Regions from separate parts of the Mus musculus genome. Here all the other regions are linked to region 1. A link is a contact called in public Hi-C data. All regions are on one chromosome and are shown on one strand. The core of a region is the stretch at or near the end of the contact, and the rest is flanking DNA. Distances in the headings are between cores, read along the strand shown. Region 1 overlaps Macrod2 (mono-ADP ribosylhydrolase 2). Region 2 overlaps Macrod2 (mono-ADP ribosylhydrolase 2). Region 3 has its middle 16 kb from the start of Otor.

Region 1 (3,760 bases), core at 958-3,457:
TGAGACCAAGGAGATTCCTCAAAAGAAACCTGAGCCCACCTGCTTCTTGGCTCTGCCCTTCCATTTCTTCCGCAGTTTGCTTCTCCTCTGGACCACTTTCATCTTTCAAGAAAACCACAGGGGGAGAGAAAAAAAATCAAGTCAATGTATGAAATATCTCTTTATGGCTAATACGCGACACTGAAATTAATTGCAAGCAATGTACCATGACTCCCCAAAAGCACAGCGGAGAGATGAATCAGAGGCATGAAATAGAAGAGGCCCCCCACATAAAGAGGTGCATTTGTACTCGTCTCTTCTCCCAGGATTTGCTAGAGGTAAAAACAACACTGAAGTAAATAATATTCACTCTGGTGCTGGAAGCATTTCTCCTTTTGCTGGCCATCTCCAAAGATGCCAAACACGTTTTACTTCAATCTTCTTTCCGGCTCTGAATCAAGTGACATTCTCAGTGTAAGGAGCTTGGCTGATTTTCTATGCCTTTTATGTTTTCGTTAGATATGTGCTTTCAAAAATTTTATTTTCATTTATCTTGTATATGGTGGTCTAACACATCAATGCGTAATTTTTTTTTTTGTCCTGAATTCATTACGCTGATCAACTGTAGAACTCTGAAAAACATAACTAAATGGGCGGCTGCATTGGAGGCTGGCTACTTGCAACTAATTATTTTTTTGTCTTAAAATTTGTGAATTCATGGGCAGAGAAAATGTACTCCCAAGGGCAAGTAAAGGCCTGATTTTATAATTAATTTTGGGGAGATCTCCAAAAACACTTTTGTGAAAAGAGCAATGTAGATCATTACCTTATCTGAAGATACAGGAATGGAATATAAAATGTAGTTATATACAGAGGACTGAAAATAAGAAGCTAGCAATATGAAGTACAAATGATCATAAGGCCTTTTGTCCAGGAGCAGCAGCTAACTCCCTTCTGTGTGGACACAATATGTCTTGTTACTTGTTTGACCAAGGGGTTAAGGTAGAAATGATGTCTTGAGCCTTCTGAGCTGCCTCAGAGTGACAGTTCTTGCTTTCTCCTTTGGGAAAGGGAGCCATAACTGCAATGCAGTTCAGACTAGACTACCCTGGACAGAGAGGGCCATGGGACCAAGCTGTGAGGAAGCAAGACCCATTAGGGAGACAGTGTTGCATCTTCTAGTCCATCCCAGCTGCTTGTAGGATGCAGAGTTGCCACCTTAGCCAATGTCCCAGAGCAGAAAGACTGCCGTGCCCTCTCCATCCCTGGCCCACAAGTAGGCCTAAGTTACCAACACTTATGATCTTACTGTGTTTTCAGTGCCACCCCTTGGTGCTGCTCATTCTTTTCTGGTTTGGTTTGATTTGAGCTTTGAGACAGGGTTTCACTCTGTGTCCAGTCTGGCCTTGACCTTGCAGTTTTCACGATTGTATCTCCTGAGTGCTGGGAAGGTAGGCATGGGCTGTTTTGCTACCTGTTCTTCATGCAAAAGCAGACGTATGAGAATCCTCCCCGAGGGCGGGGAGGGGGGCTTGACTAGCAGAGATAAAACAACAACCCTAGAACTTGGAGAGACCCATTACCAAGATACTCTGAAAGCAATCCACCGGACAGCATCCACTGTGAACAAGACTGCAGTCAATTAATACCTGAGTATGTACAGGATCTACTCCGTTTGTTCAGCTTGCGGAGAACAGAGCAATTTTGAATATGAGAAGCTAGGGACTTCTCGGTGTGTCTTTAAATCCACTGCAGTAAGTGACATATTTAACAGCACCACACAGCACCTGCTGTTGAGAATCTTCATGAGGATGACAGCACTGATTTTTGTTCTTGGGAGGAAATAGCCATCACGGTTGTTCTTGTTCCCTTAATAAGGCCAAGCTGGTTCGAGAACACGTGCCAAAAATTTAGCCAATTATTTCTTCCCTTCCTCCCTACCAAATGGACTGAACAAGCAGGAGAAGATCTGCCAGCTTTCCTCGAACAGACAGACTTCATAATGTAGATTTCACAAAAGGTCTGAAGTCTGTAGGTGACAGGCTGCCTTTAAAATTAGTCTGGTTCCTATGTCCCTTCTAGTGTGACTACGACAGAGACAGAGAGGATCCTTAACTGGAGAATACAGTCAGAGAAGGAAACAAGTCTTAGGAATGTAAGGAACTGTTTCTGGCAGTTAAAAAGAAATTCACATTCAGATGCCCAGATGCAGTGCTCTTATACAGGGGTTTACTCAGCAGCTCACCCAGGATTTCCTCTGCCTTCCCATGCAGGTCATAGATCTCCCTAACAAACATCCCAGGGGCACGTTTTTCTTCCCTATTTTGAGTTTCAGCTGTAATTTTCTACGTGAGTATTTCTGCTCTTGGGAAGCCAGCTTAGGAATCACTTCGCATGTTTATCTTGGAAGAAAGGTATTCTAGAAGTAGGCTGGGTTTGCCACTTGAGTAGCATGCCCTCAGCTGTAAAGGTACGTTTTCAATTTCAGAGACAATTCACGCTCAAATCCAGCAGGGGGCGCCAATGCAGAAGACTTGCTCTCAAAGCCCACCGTGCACTCTTGGGCAATTAGATTAGCATGCATTTCACTGTCTTTTAGAAGGACATTCTGGCTGCGTTCTATCTTTCCATCCATTTTAAATGCTTCCACCGAGTGAGTTCTTACTGAAAAAGTGGGCCTCTGCCGGTGTATGCGTGGGGTGGAGGTGGAGGGAGAGGAAGACACCACACGGACTCTCATTACCCGGTTACCAATAAGTGTTTGGTAAGGAGCAGCTCAATCTGTCTATCTTCACAGGAAACATATAAAGAATAAAAAGTTAAGTGGGGTAGGGCATATAAACTTGTGGTTTCTAGAAGGGACTTTAAAAGGGTTACAATAAATGTGAAGCAATACCTACCTACAGGGAAGCACTGGGCTATTTTGTTAGCTGAAAAATAAATGTCCCACAGAAGCTAGAGTTTCCCAGCTACTGCACATGTAGGAACATCTATCCACTTGTGATAATACACTTCCATGGCTTTTGTGTAGTGTGTGATGTGGCGTTTTATTTTCCCACCCTAAAAAGCAGAATAACCAGCAAGAATTTTTCTGTTGTCTCCTTCCCGGTGTTTTTAGTATTATTTCTGACCATCTATCTTTTAAACCATATTTATTAAGCATGTGCTATTTGCAAGAACACATTCCATGAAGTTTACATGAATAATATGAGAGTTTTTGCCTGCAGAATAAATTCATTCTCAAAGAAGGGATCTGTCACCGCTGGGCTGTGACAGGAATTCTGTGCGTGTTTAATTCTCTATTGAGAGAGATGGCAAGGCGGAATCCCAGCATTATGGCCTGAAGGTGTTATCTTGATATTTTTACTTCTTTCCACAGCTATGCATAGAAACGGAAATAGGGAAGGGAAATCAATCAGGGTAAGTCCCTGGCTACTGCTGGGCCAGCGGGCTGACGTGTACTGATCGCTGGCACGCTGTTACCTTTTCTTACTCTGGTCTCCGGAATTTTAGACACAAGCAAATCAGTTCAGATACAGCAGTTCACAGATTAAATTCTTGGTCTACGGTATAACTGTTTGTCAGTGTCCTCCGTCGGAGAGTAGGAAGCTCACGTCCCTGACGTTGGACTTAGCTGCTTGACCTGGACAATTAAAGACAAGTGGATAAGACCAGCAGTACTTCAATGTGCTGCAGAGCTGGACATGTGTCTTGTGCTTCCACCGTCTGCCATGGGGAAGAAGACGCTTTGTCAGGTGCTGGTTGACGGAGGACAAGAAGT
Region 2 (3,332 bases), core at 779-3,278, 520 kb after region 1:
TTTTCTTATATGTTCTGCAATCATTTATACTGCTTTATTACTTTTGATATGTGTATATATAACTTTAATGAAAAATATTCTCCTCTAAACCTTACCCCATCTCACACATATTTCACATGTGTGTTCACATATTCCAGTTAAGTGTCTTTTATTTTTATTTTTAACTAAAGAACTCTCAAGGCTGTGTAGTAAACATGGATCCACCAATCAAATAAACAGCTGAGGCTCGGTGGAGGATCTGAGACCCACTGCAGTGACACTGAGAGCTTATTCAGATGTGTACTTGCTCAGGCATCACACTAGACAGTGAAATGACAGGGATAATCCATAATCCTAGTTTACTGAGACACCACAGTAGAGCCATCTGTTGCCACATTTGAGTGTGAAAGAGAAAACTGTGAGCATATTTAACAGGTAAATTTGGATGGACAAACCCACCTGGCACTCTGATGATCTGCTTGAAGCCTTTCAAGGGTCTAAGAGATGATCCCTTTAAAAGATAGTCATTTGTAGGGACATTACTGTAGTAATGTGGTTGCAAGGAGGGAGAAAAAAAAACCCTATTTATCTGGTTGTATGTTCTCTAAGGGAAGGAAGCAGGAAGACAGGATAATGTATAAGAACTGCAACTCACATGCTGTCATCTCCAAATGTTTCCCACTTGATTACTGGAAACAAAATCCACATTCTCACAAAGTAATACCAGGCCTTGTAATTTTGCTGTCAGAAAAAGCTCAAAAGTGATTTAAATTACAAGAAAGAATACAGAGGTGGATCTTATTTTACAGGAAAATTTATGCGTTCATTTAACAAGAATATACTGACTATCATTTATCAAACACTGGGGACCAGAGTAAGCAAATCCAGACGTTAAAAGCTGTAAAACAGTCACCCAAATACACCTAAATTGTCAGATGCAACATAGACCATGAAGGAGAGTCACGGAGCTGGCAGTACAGCAGGCTCTGCTTGGACTATTTGGGGAGGTTGTTCCTCTCAGAGTCATGCTTAGGGTGGTTTGCACAAAAACGGGACAATGAGGACTCTCCAGACTACACAGTACTCAATAGAAGCAAGGCTCATGGAGAGAATAGCAGCATCTGTGGGTAAATGTTGAAGAATTCCGGAACAAGGTAGAGCCCTAGGAGGGTTGACAGATCTTGCTGATGGTTTTGTCTTATCCTGAGGATAGCTCATCTCTACTACTGGCAGCATACCTCCCTAAGCAACATCTAAGAAGCAAGAATGGACCCTGGTAAGCTTTCACTGCAAATGGTGAGCTCAATAGCCTATGGCAGGATATTATAAAGAAAAGAGCTGAGGGCTAAGGAACAGATAGGATTAAGTTAACCATAAAGTAAGTGACTGGAGAAACAGTGTCCAGTCACCTCATAAGGGTGAATACAAAGGTTTTACGTAAACTTGAGCTAGCCTCTATTCACCTTTGATTTTCTTGATAGCATGAACAAAGCTGACATGTCCTACAATTAGTCCTTTCTCCACTTGGCTTAACTCTTAACCTCACCACACAGCAATGCAAGCAAGCAAGCAAACAAACAAACAGCTTCACTTGAAAAGACCTAGTTTGTTTTTGAATATCTTAAGTAACTACCACATTTCAGGTGACATCCTAAAAATGGTGCTTCTTCAGACAAGACATGACACTGAGATAGAAAAGGCCAGGGCCAGTTTATCCAACACAGTATCACCCTGAAGCACTGGGTTTCATGAATAGTAAGGAAGCTATATGGAGACTGGGATGGCCCTGTGGTAAGTGAACAAGAAGAACTGGGCAAAGCAGCCCCATAGGTGCTCTGGCCCTATGACTACATCTCAGACAGGCACTGTTTCTGGCAAGATGTAGCTGGAATGCAGAAACAGTTGGTAAGTATAAAGATAGGAAGAAGAATGCCAAGTGGAAAGACCAGGGAAACAAAGAAGATTCCTTGGTGCAGATGGGCTGCATGTGTCAGTGCATCCTGTAGCCAGTCTATGTCTGATTCAGAATGTCTACCCTGCCATCAGTTTGCAGCCCACTTGTTCAGCTCCCGGACATTGCCATCTCTTCCTGATGTCCTTCATCTCTGCCATCTTCACACCACAGTTCCTACATCTTACCTTTCCTGGTAATGTACAGAGTTCAGACTGAGGTCTTTTGGACGAGGAGCCGCATTAGGACACTTCCTATCAAAACCTCCTACACTTCATCCCCTCTCCCCTGAAAAACATACCACATATCCCCTAGTTCTGCCTTCAGAATATGCAGAGCAATCTAAGAAAAGCATTGCAAGATGCCTATTTTTACATCACTTGGATCCCTGGATGCGAATCACAATTTGATGCTGGCAGTGAGATATGTTTTCATTGTTTTAAAAAGGATGGAAAAGCTGATGAGTCCTCACTTCCATCCATATATAACAGAGAAACAGCGATGCTGTGCATTTCTTTCTTCACTATGGATGAGAAGACAAGATATTTGTAAAGCTGAACAAAGAGTTGAGATGCTATAATTTAGGATACTAACCTTTCCCTAGGGCAGTGTAGGCAGGTCTTCTGGCTTGCTAAAGGATTCAGAATTTGCAGAAGGCTAGAGCCCTTTGGCTGCTGGTGATCATTCTCCCAGGCTTCTGTAATTATATGCAGGGACTGGCATTTACAAGGTTGGTAGAATTCCTGCCTGACTTTTCAGAATGGGGCTTTGACAGTTGGCCAGCAGCACCATAAACCACAGGATGAGCATCTTCTTGAGGCTTAATAATACAAGACAATTTATTGGAAGGGGCTGAAACATTGGCTAAATAGTAAGTAATATGGAGCATTTTAAGAAGATTGCAATATACTCAGGCTTTAGAATATAGAAGCAAATTCAACTAAAAAAAAAAAATTCCTCCCTTGCATAGGCTATTCCCTGGTACCCTGAAAATAGACATGTGTCAGTTTTTCCTTTAACAGTCACTCTGATGATGGAGTGGAAGACATGCTGAGATGATGCAAAGAAAGATGGATGTACGGTTACTTTCTATGTTAATTCAGCTGTCAAAGGTTACAAATAGTGCAGCCAATGGCTTGATACAGGGTGGTTCTTATAAACATGATTTGGCTAAAATCAGCAGTTTGGATACAGAAGTAAGAGTGAAAATGGATACTAGAGAAGTTAAAAACTCCTACTGGCCATCAATCTTTGGGACTCCATGAAGATCAGGAAAAACTTCAACCCAACTCGTTCCTCTTCTTCCTACAAAAGGAAGCCCGATTTCACAAAGTCCCAGACCTAGATTACCAGCTACAGGGAATCAACGACTGTCTCAGATCAAGAATAATTTTTCTACAGG
Region 3 (3,680 bases), core at 609-3,108, 840 kb before region 1:
CCTCCCACTCTCCCCCTCCTTCTCTCCTCCCCCTTCTCTCTCTCTCCCTTTTCCTCTTCTGCTCCCTCTCCCAGTCCCTGAAAGTATCCTTCTGTGTAGTTCAAGCTGTATCAAAGTCAAAATCCTCCTGCCTCAACTTCCTTAGTGATAAGACTACAGGTGTATTACCATGCCCAGCTACATATCTCTTGAATCTGCGCTTCTCATATATGAAAATTGGTTGATACACTTCTTCCTTTCCCAGAACTGAAGCCTGTGCTGCAGTGTATATTGCACAGTTTATACTAATATTTAACAATTGCTCTCTCTAAGCAAAAAAGCAGTGTCAACATTGAACCAGTGTGCAATGTTTAAATTTTAATTGTGTCCACAAATGCACAAAGACCCTCTAAATATAATGATGTGCGTAGGAAGATCTTCAGAGAAAGGTTAGACAGGATGACGATAGCAGAGAAAGTGGTATAAAGGAAAACAGAAAGACAAGCCCGGAAGAGACAGCTGGTGTTATTGAAGTCGACAATGCACACATTACAGAGGGGCAAGGAAGTGCTATTTTTATTTGAAAAGTAAGAAGACATTGTAATCATCTTCAGGAAGAAGTCGTAAAGCAAAGAGGGCATGATAGCTGTTTGAAAGGCAATTAGGCTATCTCTTGGAGGAGATGGGAAATAGATTCCAGAAGAAATGCAAGGAACCCTTTTGACCCCATCATGTGTCAGTACTTCACCAGCCCGGAGCCCCCGTGGAGCTGATGTGTTAGAGATGGCTCTGGGAGAGATGTCAAACCAGGAGAAAAGCAGCAAGGGGTGAGGTGTTGGGAACAATAGAGAAAAGGGTTCGTGGGTGCTCTTCCATATGTTGCTGATGGCAGGTGGCAGTTCTGTCTGGGTTGCAAGCTGTGTATATGATAAGCGTGCGACAGTGAATCTGCAGAATCCTATTTTTCATGTTTTGGCTCTACCTAATGACTCGTTACAAAAAAAAAAGGACTTACAAAACATACCTACCTGGATAATTGGTTAGGCCTGCCTGGTATTTGTCATTCTTTCCAAATTCACCAACTGATTATTCATGTCACCTTTTAGTGTAGGTTACTTTCAACTCGGTGCTGCTCACACAGGGGTTCAGAGTACCCACTGATGGGGTGCTGTCTTTAGCACCATCAACCATAGAGGTTTAGCAGCATCCCTGGCTCTTGCTCCTGAATGTTAGTAGTCTCCTCCAGCCACGCCTGAAAGTTTCCAAATGCTACTGGCCGTAATGAGTCAGAATAACTTTTGGTTAAGAACTATGTTGTTCCCTGAAGTAGAAAATAAAGGGATGGTTTTCACTAGCCATATTCCAGCAGAATGTCATGAGCACGCTTACAGACCGTCACAAAGCTGGTCATCTGGCTTCAGATCTCAGCCTCCCACCCCTGCTTTATGGCTCAAATGACAAATGTTGTCTTTTGGAGCCACCCCGCAGAGCCATCCAAGACACCAGGAGCCGTGTTAATTGTTCTCCAGACAAGCTACCACTCTGAGCGCAAGGTGTTATTGCTGCTTTCTAGAAATGAATTAAACCAACTCAAACAAATTATAAACTCTGCAGGGCTCCATATCAAAAGGAAACAGGCAAGATGGGTTTGAAAGAGAACCATCCGCTTTCCCCTAACATGCGGATTTTCAAATCTGTCAAATTTATTTTTAAGGTCTGCAGCAAAGGCATATTAATACCTCTTATCTGTGCCAGGTGTCAGGCAGATTTAAATATCATGCCTTGATGGGAAGAGACGAAATGGAGGCTCCATGAGTAACTAGTCTGGATGCTTCCATGACAACCGTACCTGGTTTCCTTTGGAAATGTAGCCCTGTGTGCTGGATCCAGACCAACCACTGGAGGTCACCCTAGCCCTATCGTAAAGTTTCACGGTGTACAGAAGTACATCACTGAGAGAATCCTAGGCTAGATTAGCTGCAGAAGCTCCAGGGGGTGCAACAGGACTTCCTGAATATTCTGAGATCCTGTGAGGGTGAGGACAAACAAAGTGAAAGTTGGCCCCTTGCGAAGGCAGCTGCAGCAGATGAGGTCAGTGTGGTGGGCAGACGCCTCTATTTATGAGCTTCTGGGGTTCTACTGTTTGTTTCCAATCTCTAGCAATCACAACCTACTGGAACCATCTTTGCCAAACTGCAGAACTTCGTGGTAATGATGCTTACCTACTAAAATCCTTAGCCAATGACTTGTCTATCACCGTAACACAATACTAGAGGTTGGGTTCTTTATGAAGAACAGTTACTTAGCTCACTGTTTCAAAGGTAGAACGTTCATGTTGTCTGGTGAAGACTTTTCTTGCCCTGTAGTGACTTGGTAAAAGGGGATGAGGCAAAACAGAATAAGCACTTGCTGCAGAGTCTGCTTCCTCAACAAAGCCACTCCTGAGCCAATCCATTAATGAGCTAAGCCCTCACAGCTCCATGATCTCTCAAATGCAAACATCGTAACTATCCTTACCATAAGATCGTGTGCATTAAGTTTCCAATACATGAAATCAGGAAATTTGTTCAGACCATACCAAAGAATATGCCAAAGAGTATACAGAGACAGCCTAGCTTCCTTGCCTTGGAGATGAGTGGCTCTGTGGTGATTTAGCATACAGGAGCATAGCTCAAGTCCTCTCTGGGGTCAGGCCAGAGCCAGCCACCAAGACTTTACCTGAGGTGGCATTCTGGCTGAGTTCCTTCCTTTTCCTGTCCTTCTGCTCCATACTATCCACTTCCCCTGAGAGCTATTCTTTGATAAATCACTAAGCATAAGTCTCCACCTTTGGGTCTACTTCTGAGCAAGCTAACCCAATACATCAGTGTATCATCAGTGCTCACGCATGTTGATTCTGGTCATCACCCTAGCTGCTGTATGTGGCACTGAGATTTGTAAGTCCATCCTTTCATAGTGGCCCATAATTCCTGTGGCATTTTTCTACAGGATTGGTAAACATCTACTGCTGCATCCCAGCAGGTCCAACTGATGCCTCTTCTGTCTATTGTCCAAACAGCATGGAAGGCCATTCTTGTGGCTACCTTGTGGATTCTTCATTCTTCTGCCCTTCTCCACCTCTTTTGCCCTTTCAACCCCCTAACACTAGATAGAAGAGAAAAAAGGACAGAGGGAAAAAGTGGGGTAACATTATCGTTATGCTGCTTCCAGCTGATTTATGAGCATCAAGTTTCTTGGGGCAAGTTTGACCTTCACTGTATACCTAATTTTTATTATTATTATTATTATTATTATTATTATTATTATTATTATTATTACTATTATTATTATTTTGTGCATGACTACTTAAAAAATTGCAACCAACACCAACCAACCAACAACCAGCAACCTACCCTGACTCTCAGGCCCTAGCATTTATATGCCCTCTGAAAAGTGCCCAGATTCTAAACATCACACAGTTGTAGACACTATCTGCCACTGGCAAAATCACGCCCTTGCTAGAGCACAAGTCAAATCATAGTCAGCTGCCGTGGACAATCTGAAGTAGGCCTATACCCCACACCTAGGATTAAAACTAAAATGTATCATTTTTAATGCTTTTTAAAGAAACCAAAATTGTCACGACAAGGGCTGGTGGTGCTTCTTCTCAGGAACCAAAGCCCTGTGCAGTCCATCCATCCGTGGGGGTCGCCGACAGTACG

Evidence for each region. A called contact is a pair of places that touch in the nucleus more often than the background predicts.
Region 2: a Hi-C map of cortical neurons shows a contact between it and region 1, with 4 times the contacts expected there. The contact joins two enhancer-like sites. A contact is called at or near these places in 4 of 484 Hi-C or Micro-C datasets (cerebral cortex, cortical neurons and tail fibroblasts) and 2 of 115 datasets of contacts at active chromatin or transcription factors (astrocytes and neural progenitor cells).
Region 3: a contact with region 1 is called in a Hi-C map of forebrain, with 7 times the contacts expected there. The contact joins two enhancer-like sites. A contact is called at or near these places in 1 of 39 promoter capture datasets (hippocampal neurons) and 11 of 484 Hi-C or Micro-C datasets (the N1E-115 cell line, cerebellum, cerebral cortex and 7 more).

What each region holds. Positions count from the first base shown.
Region 1 is chr2:142,252,863-142,256,622 of GRCm38.p6, reverse strand. It overlaps Macrod2 (mono-ADP ribosylhydrolase 2), which reads right to left. Exons shown (of 19, transcript NM_001013802.3): 12 at 1-102. Among named protein-coding and RNA genes, the nearest start is that of Gm25583, 610 kb to the right of the region's middle. Within about 2 kb of position 2,207, at least 20 of the 459 cell types and tissues checked have an H3K27ac peak or open chromatin away from gene starts, as enhancers often do. A contact at or near this core is called in cortical neurons, forebrain and hippocampal neurons, where this site is marked.
Region 2 is chr2:141,735,882-141,739,213 of GRCm38.p6, reverse strand. All of the region lies in intron 7 of Macrod2 (mono-ADP ribosylhydrolase 2), which reads right to left. Among named protein-coding and RNA genes, the nearest start is that of Gm25583, 97 kb to the right of the region's middle. Within about 2 kb of position 2,028, at least 9 of the 459 cell types and tissues checked have an H3K27ac peak or open chromatin away from gene starts, as enhancers often do. A contact at or near this core is called in cortical neurons, where this site is marked.
Region 3 is chr2:143,092,144-143,095,823 of GRCm38.p6, reverse strand. No RefSeq gene overlaps it. Among named protein-coding and RNA genes, the nearest start is that of Otor, 16 kb to the right of the region's middle. Within about 2 kb of position 1,858, at least 14 of the 459 cell types and tissues checked have an H3K27ac peak or open chromatin away from gene starts, as enhancers often do. A contact at or near this core is called in cortical neurons, forebrain and hippocampal neurons, where this site is marked.